Linked DNA regions of Mus musculus: region 2 is linked to region 1. A link is a contact called in public HiCAR-type data. All regions are on one chromosome and are shown on one strand. The core of a region is the stretch at or near the end of the contact, and the rest is flanking DNA. Distances in the headings are between cores, read along the strand shown. Region 1 holds the start of Layn (layilin). Region 2 holds the start of Zc3h12c (zinc finger CCCH type containing 12C).

Region 1 (7,310 bases), core at 2,421-4,920:
GCAGGTTGTCAAAGTCTGAAGTTCTATATCATACAACTAATGTCTTTTTCTCTGATTCTACACTCACTGGGAATTCTTTCATTGCCGAAAGGAAGACAATATGCTCTGCAGGCCAACCACTGGTTTACCCTAGGATTATAATCCTCTGTGTAAACATATTACAAGTTAAGCAGCTGTCTTAGTTAGGGTTTAACTGCTGTGACCAGACACCATGACAATGGCAACTTTTTAAATTTTTTTAAAGATTTGTTTTATGTTTATGAATTTACTGTCACTTTCTTCAGACACATGAGAAGAGGGCATCAGATACCGTTACAGATGGTTATAGTCACCATGTGGTTGCTGGTAATTGAACTCAGGACCTCTGGAAGAGCAGTCAGTGCTCCTAACCGCTGAGCCATCTCTGCAGTCCCTAAGGCAACTCTTATAAAGAACAACATTTAATTGGGACTGGCTTACAGATTCAGAGGTTCAATCCATTATCATGAAGGCAGAATATGGAGGCATCCCAGCAGACATGGTTCAAGAGGAGTTGAGAATTCTACATCTTATCTGAAGTCTGCTAGCAAAATACTGGCTTCCAGGCAGCTAGATTGAGGGTCTAAAAGCCCACGTCCACAGTGACACACCTACACCAACAAGACCACACCTACTCAAACAGGGCCACACCTTCTAATAGTGCCACTCCCTGGGCCAAGCATATACAAACCATTACAGCCATCATCATCCAAACACCTAAAATCTGACTTCTTCCAGAGGTTCTGAGTTCAAAAAGGAGTCGAGTATCCACAGTCCAAAGTGTTTTGAGTGCTGGTATGCTATCAGAAGTAGAAAATGTGTCTTCAGTGGACCTGAATAAATGCAGATACACTAAAAGTATCATAGAAGGTACTAAGGAAATGGCTTGGTGGCCATGAGTGCTTCTCACATAAGCATGAGAACCTGTGTTTGGATCCCTAGCATCTCCACAAAAGGCCAGACATACAATATCAGCACCTACAATCCCAGTCTTGGAGGCAGAGACTGGAGGATCTGTAGAGGTGACATGGCTCTCACTAGCCTACCAATCTAGGCAATTGGTGAGCTCCAAATTCAGCAGAGACATAGTCTCAAAAAGTGATATGGATAGTAAAATAAGCACAAAATAAGAAGTGGAGGAAGACACCCAATGTCACCCAATGTCTGGCCGCCATAAGTCATGCATAAGTACACACACACACACACACACACACACACACACACACACACAAATGCATACATACATGTACCACACATACAAAGCACAGAAATTGTATTATAGAACATTACTTTCAGACTGTGTTATAAGATGTATAGGAAACAATTCTGGGTTTGAAATTGGGTCTTATCACCAAAATATCTCATTATATATGTGTGAATATTCCAAAGTGCAAAAAAAGCATTTTAACTGGTTTTTTAATTAACTTTGAGCTCATCAAGCTGAGGAATGGATCCTGGGCCAAAGAAATTTTACCAAGGAAAATAACGCATTATGAGTTTTCTTGTCAACTAGCCCTCCCACAGTGGCACATGCCTGAGTTGCCAGGAATAACAGGTAGTTCTTACTACAACAGGACCACTTAACAAAGAGTTCTAAAGCAATCTTTGGAGCTCATACAAGGTCAGCTCAGGTTCTGACTGATCTGATTCCAGGCTACTTGAAGCACTCTGCCAATGGACTGCATCACATACCACCCTCTTGGGGACACTCATGAACCAGTAGGATATCTGAGGCCTGCTCCTCTCAGAGAGTCAGACGATGAAAGAGAATAAGAACAGGAAAGGGGTTTTCTGCTGTGGGCTCCAAGTCCTGGTTTATTCCATTGATTAATAACTCTCACGGCCTAGGGAAACATTCTACTTTTTTAGTAAAGAGAACTCTATTAGCATAATAAAGAATATGTATCCTGGGAGGTGGGAAGTATTGGGGTCATTACTGTAAGCCACTACACTCAGTTAATTGCATCTGCTAACAAAGCCCCGATATGGACCAAAGTCAGAGTGTCAAAGGGAGAACTGAAGACACAATTATTTAAAGCAATGTGGTAGTTTCATAAGTGAAACAGATCTTGTAATATTAGAAATAAATTATTTAAGATGACATTAAGTCAAGTATAACTGCACATTTTCATACATATTTGCCTCGGCAAACCATCACAAAACTGTTATGGCAATTATTAATGCCATCAAGATATATAATGAATAAAATGACTTGCCAACGGACACACAGACACCAAGGAAATGCAGCGTTTCAAGCAGACCATCAGGTGCCACTTCTGTGTCCCACCACCACCACAGTTGCTTTGCTGGGGAGACAGTCTAGAGAGAATGGTTGGTGTGAGATAGTCTAACCGGAACACAGGAAAGGGTTGCCAGTCCCCACCTGTTGGTGCCGGGGTTCTGTAATCACACAGCTCCTGCTCTGTTCTCAGCTGGAGCTAAGACAGATCCATCCCTACTCCTGCTTTATCTCAGGCCTGTTTAGAACAAGTGTGTCAAGAGTGTGGAAGCACCTCTGCTTCGTTTCTTAAAAGATTTATTTATTTGCATTTTATGTGTTGTGGGTGTTTTCCCAGCATGTATGTATGTATGTATGTGCATCACATGCAAGCCTCGTGCCTCTGGGCCAGAAGAAGACAGGAGATCCCTGGAACTGGAGTTACAGTTGATTGTGAGCCACTGCCCGGTGCTGGGATTGAACCCAGTCCTATGCAAGAGTAATGACTGCTCTTAACCACTGGTCCATTTCTCAGGGCCCCTTCTCTGCTTTTCTGACTGCTCTGCTGAAAAGCTGGATAAACAGGAAAACAGAAGCAAACTGGAACCAAAATCCAGAAGGCAGTAACCGAGATGTGGTTTCTGCTACGCTTCGCAATACCATAGTATACCGGAAAGATCAATGAACTCTCAGCTTTCTACTTCATAGATTTTCGATGGGAGACTGGATCTACTGTGCGAATGTATTTGAGAACACACATGTAAACACAACTACTGTGGGAGTGTAAAGGGGAGCATACACTTGGGTTGGTTATGAAAGCTTCCATAGGAAGAATAGGATCATTCTTTGCAACGGGAGTCATTTTTCTGTCCACCAAAAGCTGAACTCCACTAAACCACTCCTATCTTCCAATATGTGCCCTACACAAAGCAAAGTGTCTTTCTGGTTGAGATCTGGAATACTCTAGCTTCTGCTGGAGGTCTCCCTCAGGCCAAGTCTGAAATGCCTCTAGTCAGTAGACACACTGCCTGCTTGAGAATCTGTTCCTCCCTTGCTCAAGTTCTTTCCCAGGTGCTGCCCTGGTCTGACGCTTACTGTGGTGTAAGTAGGGGTTTTGCTACTTTAGCCCACTAGAGCTGGGTAGTGATGAGGGCAAGAGGCTATACTGTTTGAAAGTACAGTACCCGCTTTCCACCTTCTGGGAGTTCAAAAACTAGTGGGATTTTTCTCTTAGGCAAACTCAGAATCTCCCTGGGCGGCTCTCTGCAAAGAGCGGCCCCTTCCGTTGGCTACTCCCCCTGAGTTAGCAGTTTCTGGAGTCCAGAGCACTAGACGTTGGGGGCGGGCCAGCCCAAGGGGCTGCCTTCCCCCGCAGTGACGTCCCAGGGGGTGGATGGGCAACCAACGACTCAGAGCCCTCCCGGACTCCGCCCAGTGCGGGGTCTGTGGATCCTTGGGAGATGCAGCTGCCTTGGTTGCAGTTGCTCAAACGCAGTCGTCTACTTGCCCACTTCTCTGCCTTAGTCCCAGGGTGTCGGGAGGCACTGGAGTCCAGCCATGCAGCCGGGAGCAGCGCTGCAGGCTATGTTGCTGGCGGTGCTGCTGGCCAAACCGAGGGATTCGAAGGGTCGCCTGCTGAGCGGTGAGTGTGTGTCCTGGGGGAGAGGGCTGGTGCCAGAGCACCTGGGGTTGATGCACCCAGTAAACCTCAGCAGTTGAGGACTGTCTTCAGGGTCACTGCACCCTGGCCCCTTTATGTAGTGGGGCAATCCCCAGATCCAACCCCGGACCCAATCAGCCTTCTTGAATTCTCTGCTTCCAGGGAGCAAAAATGCAACCAGCTCCAGTTCCTGGGGCCACCCTAGGTATCCGCAACGCTGGAAGTCAGTTCTCTCCCCGGGGTTACTAAGGGGTGAGGAGGATGTAGCTTGGGTGGGGCAGTTGGCAAACTTCTTCCAGTGAGTGCCCCTTGAGCGCCATGCTGCCTGGACCCTTCTAGTGGAGGCAGCCGATCCTGGATCCGCAGGGCTATGGGAACTGTACCTGTTACTCTCCTCTGAGGGGAGGGTGGCTGGCCTGGAAATGCTTGGAGATTGGGAAAGCGCCTAGTTAGCCAGGAACCAGCCCTGCCAGGCTCCAAGAGTGACTCTCTGCTTCCTTCCCTGTGTGTGTGTCACTGCAGCCTCGGACTTGGACCCCAGAGGAGGTACAGTGGTCCGACTTCTTTCTTGTTCCACTAGGTCTGCATGGGGCGCGGGGGTGGGGGGGGGGGTTGGGGGGTGGGTGGGAGGAGCGTGGGCGGGGAGCGATCGGTATCTTTTTATCAGGTTCCCTTTGGCCAAGAGGGATGGAGTAGAATTGGAATCTCCACTGTATTCTAGCTTGTGGGTCTGGTTTAAGAAATCTAACTTTGGTTTCAGGATTGGGAGGGGGTGTTTGGCTAAGCAGAGGAGCTGCTGACGCCACTGGGAGGGTTAGGGCTGCATGGCTCTGTGCTTGGTGACAGGAGACCTCCTGCCTGCCCTTCCCCTTCCTGCAAATGAGAAAAGAAAGACACTTCCTGAAGGCAGGGGAACCAGATGGGTCCTGGGCCTCCTTCCAGCTCTGGTACTCCCTAGAACTCACTAGCATACACTAGACATATGCCGCCAGCCTGGACCATACAGGAAACTCTATCAAGGTGTTAAGCTTTCTCTTGGCAGTCTGGCCTGGAAAGGCAGGCGGGACCACTAGTAAAAGCAACTGCAGCTTCTCTTGTACCAGGTTTGGGGGTGTTCAGGGCTCTTTGCAGTCCTCCAATGCCTGCATTCTCCTCTCTGGAACACTTCCCCGGTGAGAAGCCCAGCATCTGAGCACTCTCATCCGCTGGGAGCCTGTTCTGTTAGAAACCTCTAACAAGGCAGGCAAGTACAGGATGCTCCCAGCTCCTTGTCCACTGAGAGTTTATCAAAGCATGGAGATTTGGGGAGAATCTTGTATAGCTCCCTCATAGATAGCACTGTCTGTGGCCTTTTGGTTTGTATGCTGGACAATTAATGGACATAAAAAAAAAAAACCATCGTCTGGCTTTCTACAGAGCTGAAATCTTGGGGATATTAAAACATTCCAGAAAGTCTGACAATATAAAATCATTTACGCCTTCTTCCATGGCAGCAATTCACACCTGTAGCCTGAAGTTTGGCTCTTTCATTACAGGGACTGGTTTCCTTGTTGAAATTTGGTTTTTATTTTGTACCCTTACATCCAGAATCATGCTGTGGGCTCCTGTGGGTTAGGAATTGGCATTTCTGTATTCTCAATACCTAGCACACCAAGCGAGGGGGATTTACCCAATAAATGCTGACTGAACAGAGGGGTGACTGGGATGGGTTTCAGCTGCAGCAAGACTCCAGTCATCCAGATACAAGCTAGGGCAGCCTGTGCTAGTGAACAGCTTGCTACTTGCTGCTCAGTGGAATCTCATCCATTTTTCTGAAACAGTCTTCAGTCCTTCAAGTGTCAATCAAATGAGAGATGGGCTCCCAGTGCAAGCTGAGTCTGTAGGGGAATGTGGAGCCATCAAGACAGTTCAGTGGTTCTGGTATGACTCAATACTCAGATCTGGATTCTGCCTCTGCTAATGCTCCCGATAGTTTATGACAAATCACTTACTATGAGCTTCAGTTTTCTCACTTATAAAGTGAGACATAAACAGTCCTGACACAGAAGACTGTTATGAGAACCAAAGGAAATTATAAAACTTTGACCATAGCCTTGGGACATGGAAAGAGTTCAATAAACTCTAGCTATTGTCTTTAGGTTAGAGATCTGACCATCAGTAGCAGAAAACCCCACAAAAGCTCTTAGCTTCTGCTCACCAGAGATGAGCAAGTTAGTTCCACTGCATAGACAGGGGATTTCAGGGTAGAGGAATCCACAACTGACGTCAGAGTGTCCCTCTACACTGAAGGAAGCACTTCACAGCAACTCTTATTCTAAGTCCCATAATTTCACAAGACTCCCTAAGAGCATGAACATCATCTTTGTACACATCAAGTGAAGCCGTAATATTTTCCTACTTATTTTAAAATATAGAAATATCTTCATCAATCTGCACTGGAACAAAAACACAGATCCCCTACACAATACAGACATCAGCATTTAAAATCACTTTAACTTTGTGTTGCAAAGAGTACTAATTTTCTCTAGAAAGCCTGAGTGGTAACAGTCCAAAGATGGACAATCAGAATTCCTGCCCAGAGGAAGCTTCATTGAGATGTTTCTAAGTACATCTGCTCTGGTATACTTTAATGGAGAACTGAGACAGGTTGCTTTCTCTTTCCCCTACCTCCCCGACCTCTCTCTCTCTCTCTCTCTCTCTCTCTCTCTCTCTCTCTCTCTAGGGCAGCTGGTCTGCCGAGGAGGAACACGGAGGCCTTGCTATAAAGTCATTTATTTCCATGACGCCTTTCAAAGACTGAACTTTGAGGAAGCCAAAGAAACCTGCATGGAGGATGGGGGACAGCTCGTCAGCATTGAGACAGAGGATGAGCAGAGGTTGATAGAAAAGTTCATTGAAAACCTCCTGGCATCTGATGGTGACTTCTGGATTGGCCTCAAGAGGCTGGAGGAGAAACAGAGCAATAACACAGCCTGCCAGGACCTTTATGCTTGGACAGATGGAAGCACATCACAGTTTAGGTAAGCATGTGGATCCCACGGCGGCTGATTCCCTTAACATAGCTCAGAAAAGAGATGAGCAGGACCCATGGTGTCAGAATCACAAGAAAGTCCAGACAGAGCCATGGTGGCAATGCCAACAGAATGACCATGACCACCGACCAGGGCAGTATGACACAGGTGGCAAACTCAGCATTGAGTTGGGCCCAAAGTGCCCTGTTCAGGCGGGTGAAGCCCAGCCGAATGTTTTTCAATAGCATGCCATGTGTGAGGGCCTGTGGTTCTGGCTCTCTGACCCTTGGAGATAAGATAAGACTGTATTGAGAAACTAAAGGTACATAAAGATGGGACAAGGGAAGGACTCCAGACCACAGGGGAGAGTGATAAACTGAAAAAAAAAGAATCAGAGCCAGTA
Region 2 (7,310 bases), core at 1,306-3,805, 1.1 Mb before region 1:
AATTTTCCTCATTTCTGTGATACATGTTTCCCCAAAATGAGGCTTTGCGTTCTGTGTACTTGACCTAGTAATTTGCAATAAACTGTGATGATAAAGACACTTTATCTTACTTTTCAGTGAGCTAATAAATTCAGACCAGAGGTTTAACTGCTTCTGCTGCATCACTACAGTGCTTGGCAGAAAAATAGTAGCGCTCGCTTCAGAAATGAACACAACGTCCAAAATCTAGCAGTTGTGTTTTATTCAACAATGTTGCCACTGGGCTGACAAGATGGCTTAGTGGGTAAAGGAGCTTGCCAGGTGCAACAACCTGAGTTTGATCACTGGGTCCTACATGGTGGAACGAGGGAAGCAACTTAAGAAAGTTATCCCCCTGGGGCTGGAGAGATGGATCAGTGGTTAAAGAGCGCCGACTGCTCTTCCAAAGGTCCGAAGTTCAAATCCCAGCAACCACATGGTGGCTCACAACCATCCGTAACAAAATCTGATGCCCTCTTCTGGAGTGTCTGAAGACAGCTACAATGTACTTACATATAATAAATAAATAAATCTTTAAAAAAAAAAAAAAGAAAGAAAGTTATCCCCTGACCTCCACACTCGCACAGACACACACACACACACATAGCTTCAGTAAATACTAAGTTCTATTGAGTGAAAACATCCATAGACATGATGACCTATAATATCATATTATATTTTTTATTTCTGGAAATAGCTATCAGGTTTTTAGTCAGCATGGTGAATGTTTGTAGTGAGATAGCTGAGATTTTTAAGTGTGTGAAATAGATTTTTCATTTTGTAAATAGAGAAACATCTGACTTGTGTTTGATCGAACATGAAAAGGACAAGGGCAGAAGTCCTGAAGAAAGAGAACTTTCTTGTCCTAGGTTTTCACAGATGGCCCCCTGTGTGTGAAAAGAGAAATTGACTTAGGTTGTTTCAGGTATTTTAGTTTTATATCTTTAAAGTCTGGGCTCTGCATAAATTAGTAGTTCTTAGTCTATACTGGAATTTCATTTGCATTTCAGTGAAAAGGGAGTGTGTATGTGGAACAGTGTGTACAGCTGTATGTGTCCATGTGCATGTGTGATGTACATACATGTGTATGTGTTGCTTCTAGACTACACACATGGGTAGTCTACATCACATAAGTAGATCAGCTGTAGATTTTTTTTCAGCAAGGAATAACTACAATGTCTTATGGTGTTGACATCTGGATTAAATGTTTTCATAATCCTAGCTCACTCAAGAAATAACCTATGCAGCACTCAAGCAAGTAGTCCGTAGGATTATATACGCAGTCATGTGGATCGTGGAAGTAAATCGAGGATACTTATTTAGTATACTTGAGATGTCCTTCAAAATTATCCCAGTATTTCTTGTTAATACTAACATATTCTAGACTTAAATTTGAGTATTACAACTTTGAAATTTTATGAAATACATTTTTAGCAAGTATGTTATAAAAGGTTTTGTTTTTACTTAATTAGATAGCTAACCAGTATCTATAATAAGAGAGTTTTACATTGCTATATTTCATAGCTCAGCTGGTCTGGTCTAATGATTTTAGGTTAAAGTTAGTTTTGTCTAAATGTACATTTTTATGTTACTTCTTTTCACAAACTTAGACCAAATTAGTATTTTATTTTACTATACTTCTAGAGAACTTTTAAAATTAATTCTATTTGTAAACTCATATGCCTTTGATTTTGCTATTTTCACCAGCTCTAAGTTTTATTATCTTGTAACACACTAACAGATACCTTTTTTTGTTGTCTTTTTTTTTTTTTTTTTTTTTTTTTTTTTTTTTTTTCCAAGACGGGCTTTCTTTGTGTAGCCCTGGCTGTCCTGGAACTCACTCTGTAGACCAGGCTGGCCTCGAACTCAGAAATCCGCCTGCCTCTGCCTCTCCAGTGCTGAGATTAAAGGTGTGCGCCACCACGGACCACCGGCCAGCTAACAAATACTTGAAAGTACAGATTTTCCACTGTAGCCAGAGAAATAGATTAACTATAACTTCTGCCTCATTTCACCAGTAACTGATCTATTATAAGAGATTGCTGCAATAGTTAACTGCTACTTTGACACACCTCATTTTCTTTCTCTCTCAAAGAAAGATGAAACACTAATAGACTAATATATAGCCTCAACTTTTTTGGAAACATGCAACTTTTCTACTTTAAAATATAATTGCTTTCATTGTTTTCGTGCATTAAAAACAGAGGCAAGGCTGAAGTCTGCCCAAGCCAGGTGTTTCTTGTTGGCAGCCTGCTCCCTAATGACTGCTCGCATAGAGAGCAGCTGCCTACTAGTCAGCTTTGTATGGCCTATTGTTGCTGCACACCCCTCATTTAATACACATGCTGCCCGGGGCAGACCCAAGAATGACATCAGCTTGCTTATCTTAGGAACCTATGAACCTGACGCAGGGTGCTGAGGTTGTCTTGCATCTGCCTGACTAACTAATTGTGAGCTTTCTGGCCTGTGATTGGCTGTTGCTCCACTCGGTAATAGGTTAAGCAAAGACATTGCCATTCCATCTGTTCAACCACTCATTGTTCTTCTTGCCTGCCTGGAAGTCTGCAGCTAAAATTGTTGTTACTGCTGGAGCTGCCACAGAAACCAATGTCTTTGTATTTTCCTGCTAACGTAAGTATCTATGCTACTTACTGCTTTTAGAAGTTAAACTTTGCTGTAAAGGCTATAATCTCAGCTCTGTGCAGGAGAAGAGGCACCACAAAAGAAAAGGAAAGTGTTGGTGCCAGTATGCTAAGAGAAACTGGTTCTTTCTGAGAATATATCTGTGAGGCAGAGTTTTATATTTGTATGTTTTTGCATACACTTACTTTTAGCTTGTGAATGCGTGTAAGCCTTGGGCATTAAGCAATCCTCGGGAGCTTAGGGCAAGTTATACCCAAGTTCTAATCTCCTGCTAAACAACAAATTTAGATTTTCTCTTGTCAAGTGCTTTTGTTTCTCACGGCATCCCTGTGAAATGCTGGTCAGGTTCAGTGGATTGTTTCTGTGGTGTGAAGAGTCTAGTTTGCAGAGATGGATTGAGACTGATCGCTGTTTCCAACAGCTGCTTTTAAAGGTGATGATTAAGCATTCGGGTGCTTTGTCAACAATGTCAGTATTGGTGTGGGATTTAGTTCCTTTCTCTTTCTTTTCCTCTTCTGTTAATTTCAGATATCAGGTTGAAGATGCCATCCCAGTTAGTTTCAAGAGTTCTGTAATGGGGAGCTGATAAGTAGACAAAGACTTTCATCTGTCAGTTGGGAGGGAACGAAAGAACATAAAGGGTTAAAGAGAGGTTTTCGTTTCTACCACATGCCCCATTGTGTGAACATATGCATAAGTCTATTGAAAGTTTTCAGAAGATAGGCAGGCCACCAGTTGCTGGTCTCCTGCAGTTCCAGTAGACATCTGTTGCCCCAGAACATTAACCAATCTGTTCAAAGGAACATCCTTCCTTTGTTAGCTAGAGGGGTGCAGACAACAGTGCTCACTCAAGTACAATGGTAATTAAATACGGGAAGACCATAGCAGTAGGTATTTATTACATATTCATTATTTTACTCTCATTGTTCTCTAGTATAACCATTTGGATAGCAACCAGAACCTACTTTCATGCATTGTGACTTTACAAACAAATAATTTGATGTAGCAAGTTTATGGCCTAATATTCCTGGTCACTATCGTGCTCTTTAGAATGATAAAAACAAGCTTTACCCAGGTTAAGGTGAGTTGTTATCCAAGTTGCCTATTGAGAACTAGCAAACAATCTTTTTACTAAATAGAGGAATTCCAGTAGATGCAATAAATTTCAGATCAGTGCCCTTCATGTCCTAAACCTGCATTTAGCCACTATAGTTATTTTTTTTTTGACAACTGAAAGAATAAGTCACTTTTCATCATCATGTACAAAATTAACATAATTTGTTCTTTTTCAACAAATACTATTATTTAAGTTTTAGATAGTCTTTATCAAGAAAAAGAGTGAATTTCTGATATATCTAGAGATAGTCTATGGATATTTTAAAACTGGGTATGTCTTTATTGTATTTTTGCCTAGTATTTTTTTGTTCAAGAACAGAATATCTTTATTATATCTGGGTATAATGTACAAGCCACCATATAGAATGGTTCTGTGATACAAAGTTTACAGTTTCTTCTCAGAGTTCTCCGGTGACTCTGGAAGTACAAGCTGGTCTATTCTGTAGTGATGCTGTGACCCTGCTTCTGCAGGAACAGAGGAAAATGACCATACTGGTTGATTTTATTTGAGTTTTATACTTGCATAAGCTTAGGCTTGACTGAATAATACAAAACTTTAAAAGTCTAAACCATTCATGGTTTAGAAATTAAAAGATATTATTGCATTGCATATGATAAGTAACACATTCTATGAATTCTTTTTCTTTGAAAACTTAGTAGTCATTGTTAAACTGCTAAGCAGACAGAGGCACCGTGGCACTCTTCACTGTGCACAGCTTTGGGTGTTAACTTCTTTAAGCTCTGTGTGTCCCACTACTGCTATTTGTATCTCTTCAAATATTAAGGCTCATATCAAATTCTGGATTGTTTTTAAAGGCCCTGTTAAGTCATGGCAAGTTTTACGAGCTACAACTTGATCAGAAGCACTCTACAAATGGAAGTTTTAAAATCCAAATGTTTACCATCTCAGTCAATACAAATCAAGTTATTGCAATTGTTCATTTAAAACCTAGACCATGCTTGCATTTAGTTTTAACATTGGAAAGCACTATTGGCTATTATTGAAAAACATATTGTGAAATGTTATTTAAATAGTATGTACAAATGAAATTGAAAGTATTAGTGTTTGCTAACTATGTTACTATAAAGAACTATTAAAGAGTTTAACGCTATAAAAACAACCAAACATCCATTTCTCCCAGCCTTACACTATAGCCATGTGGTAAAGGACATAGCAAAACAGATCCAGGTACAACCACTGGTGCTTTTCAAATACTAGCCTGGAGGAGAAATAGAAGGATTGACTGAAGGGCAGTTTTAAACTGGTCAGGCTTTTTTGTTTCAAAACTTTGCAGTATCTGGGCTTGCCACTTTGAAAAGTGAAAATTAAAAAAATCTACATATCTTTCAGTCAGAAATTTTCATCTCACTGTCTGTGTTTTCCAGAGGTATTTATCATGTCTGATACAGATCCCCCAGCTCAAAAACACAACAAAACTGCTCAATATTAAAATAATATCCCCTAGTTGAACTCAACAATTTGGTCAGCAAGTCATTTATCTTGAATTATCTCACAACACCACTTATGCAAACCCCAAACTTTTCAGGGGAGATCAAAAATATTTCCCATTAAATGCACTTCCTGCAGTCAGACCAGATTGTGGGGTTTACAGAACAATGATGTCGGAGCGTCCAGATTGGCTTGGCAGCTGCATTGTTCTCTGAGGGTAAACCAGACGCACTTAAGTCCCAGTCTCTTTTATAGGCTTTTGTTCATACCAAATTATTCTTTCACTGTGCTAGCATTCATGATGGCATGTTAAAGGAGTGCAGCTTAGCAACCATCTTCTGGTTGCCAGGCAGCCCAGCTTCCAATAGATTTTTCTTGTTTAAGATACTTTTGGTGGGAGCTCTACTAAGGCCACGGTGTAGATTTTCTTTTAACTGTATCCCATTATTAGGATGCTGTTGTGATTTGTTACTTGCATTATGGTGTTAGTACATTACTGTAGTTAGTAAATCACAGGAGTACAGATTTACTTTCAAATCCCTCCCTTAATTCTAAGTAATTGGGCCATGCACATCCATATTAATAGAAAAAGTTGAAATGGACGCAGCTTCATAATGAAGCAGATGCTCTTTATCAGTGGGGTTTCCAGGAACTAGGAAGTTAGTTGAGTGTTTCCTTAGTGAGTGTTGTATTAGTAGAACAGCTGTATTAGTTATCAAGTTGTATTAGTTATCAGCTGTATTAGTTATTCAAGTTATCAGTTATCCTCAAAGAACACACCCTGAAGAAACTCCTATAGAAATGTGTAGGACTTCTATCCCAAAGAAATATTGAAATTTTGTATGTTTAAAGATCTCATGTTCTTTAGTATCTATCATATTTAATGAAATTCATTACATTGTGGAGAAATAGTTGCTCCTGTTAGTGGGTTTATTAGATCAAAATTTAAATTTCAAAATCACCATTTTCTTTTAATGTTTATATAATTGGTTTCTTCTGGTATGTATATTTTGTTAAAGAGGTTCAATTTAAAATATTTCTCCAATTTTCTTTTTTAGATTATCCAAATAGGTGTTTTTATGACAGCCTTAGGTTTAGCTACTCTTGACTTGCTAATTAGTGGTAGAACACCAGAATTTCCTTAATAACTTGTGTTGTTTGTAGAAAGAGAAAATAGCCTCCTTTTTCTGACCTATCCCTAGGAGAGAATTAAATTATTTCCAGTAGGTCTTAAGGAAAAGTAGTATAACAGCAGAGACATTTGAAACGGGAAAAACATTCCTACAAGGAAAACAAAGAAAAGGTGATTTTTTTAAATAAAATGCAGGTGTACTGTTAATCTGAGAGCAGACACGGTCAGCTCAAGGTGGTATGACCATAAACAAGTATTAGTCTGATGCAGTACAAAAATACTTTCTATCAAAAAATATCAAAAAACTGATAGAATAGTATGCCTGTTTGCCTCAAATTTCATGTAGAATAAAATCTGTATCTCTTTGCTAATTAATAAAGGACCATAATATTTAAAAGTATTTTCTGTTACAATGTTCAGTATTCAAAAAGTCATCATTATTGATGAAAAATTACTTTCATCTCAAAATGGAAGATAATCAGCCATTTTTTCTTCTTCTGAGACAAATTGGGTTGAAACTCATTATGTAGCCCAAGTTAATCTCAAGGACACCATCTTCATGTGTCAGTGGCCCAGCTGCTGGAATCATAGGCAAATGGCAGGATGCTTGACCAAAGGATGTAATTAGCTCTGCTGTTATTCCATTCCTCACTGGCCATTTTAGAATATGTGTCCCTTCATTTAACTATGTAAATTAACTTTTTGTTTAGGCTTTCACATATGACTGCTATTTTTATGTCATGACCTCCTCCCCTCTCCTCCTTCCTACTCCATGTGTCAGGCTCCTTTCCAAATTTATGACCTCTTATTCTTTGTTACATACCTACATATCTACATGAGAGCATGGGGTGAGAAGGAAAGAGAGGGAGGGAAGGAGGGAGGAAGGGAGGGAGAGACAGACAGACAGATGAGAGAAAACAAATCTGTAAAAACCCAGTTTGGCTTTCTGGT

What was found. HiCAR-type assays count read pairs that join an accessible place to other places.
Region 2: a contact with region 1 is called in a HiCAR-type map of astrocytes, with 3 times the contacts expected there. The contact joins the promoter of Zc3h12c here to the promoter of Layn in region 1. A contact is called at or near these places in 2 of 39 promoter capture datasets (hippocampal neurons and liver), 1 of 115 datasets of contacts at active chromatin or transcription factors (astrocytes) and 1 of 9 other capture datasets (embryonic tail).

Annotation. Positions count from the first base shown.
Region 1 is chr9:51,073,454-51,080,763 of GRCm38.p6, reverse strand. Layn (layilin) reads left to right here and starts at 3,670. Exons shown (of 8, transcript NM_001033534.1): 1 at 3,670-3,878; 2 at 4,419-4,442; 3 at 6,619-6,916. The coding sequence starts at 3,794.
Region 2 is chr9:52,144,608-52,151,917 of GRCm38.p6, reverse strand. It overlaps Zc3h12c (zinc finger CCCH type containing 12C), which reads left to right and starts at 2,555. Exons shown (of 6, transcript NM_001368810.1): 1 at 2,555-2,649. The coding sequence starts at 2,626.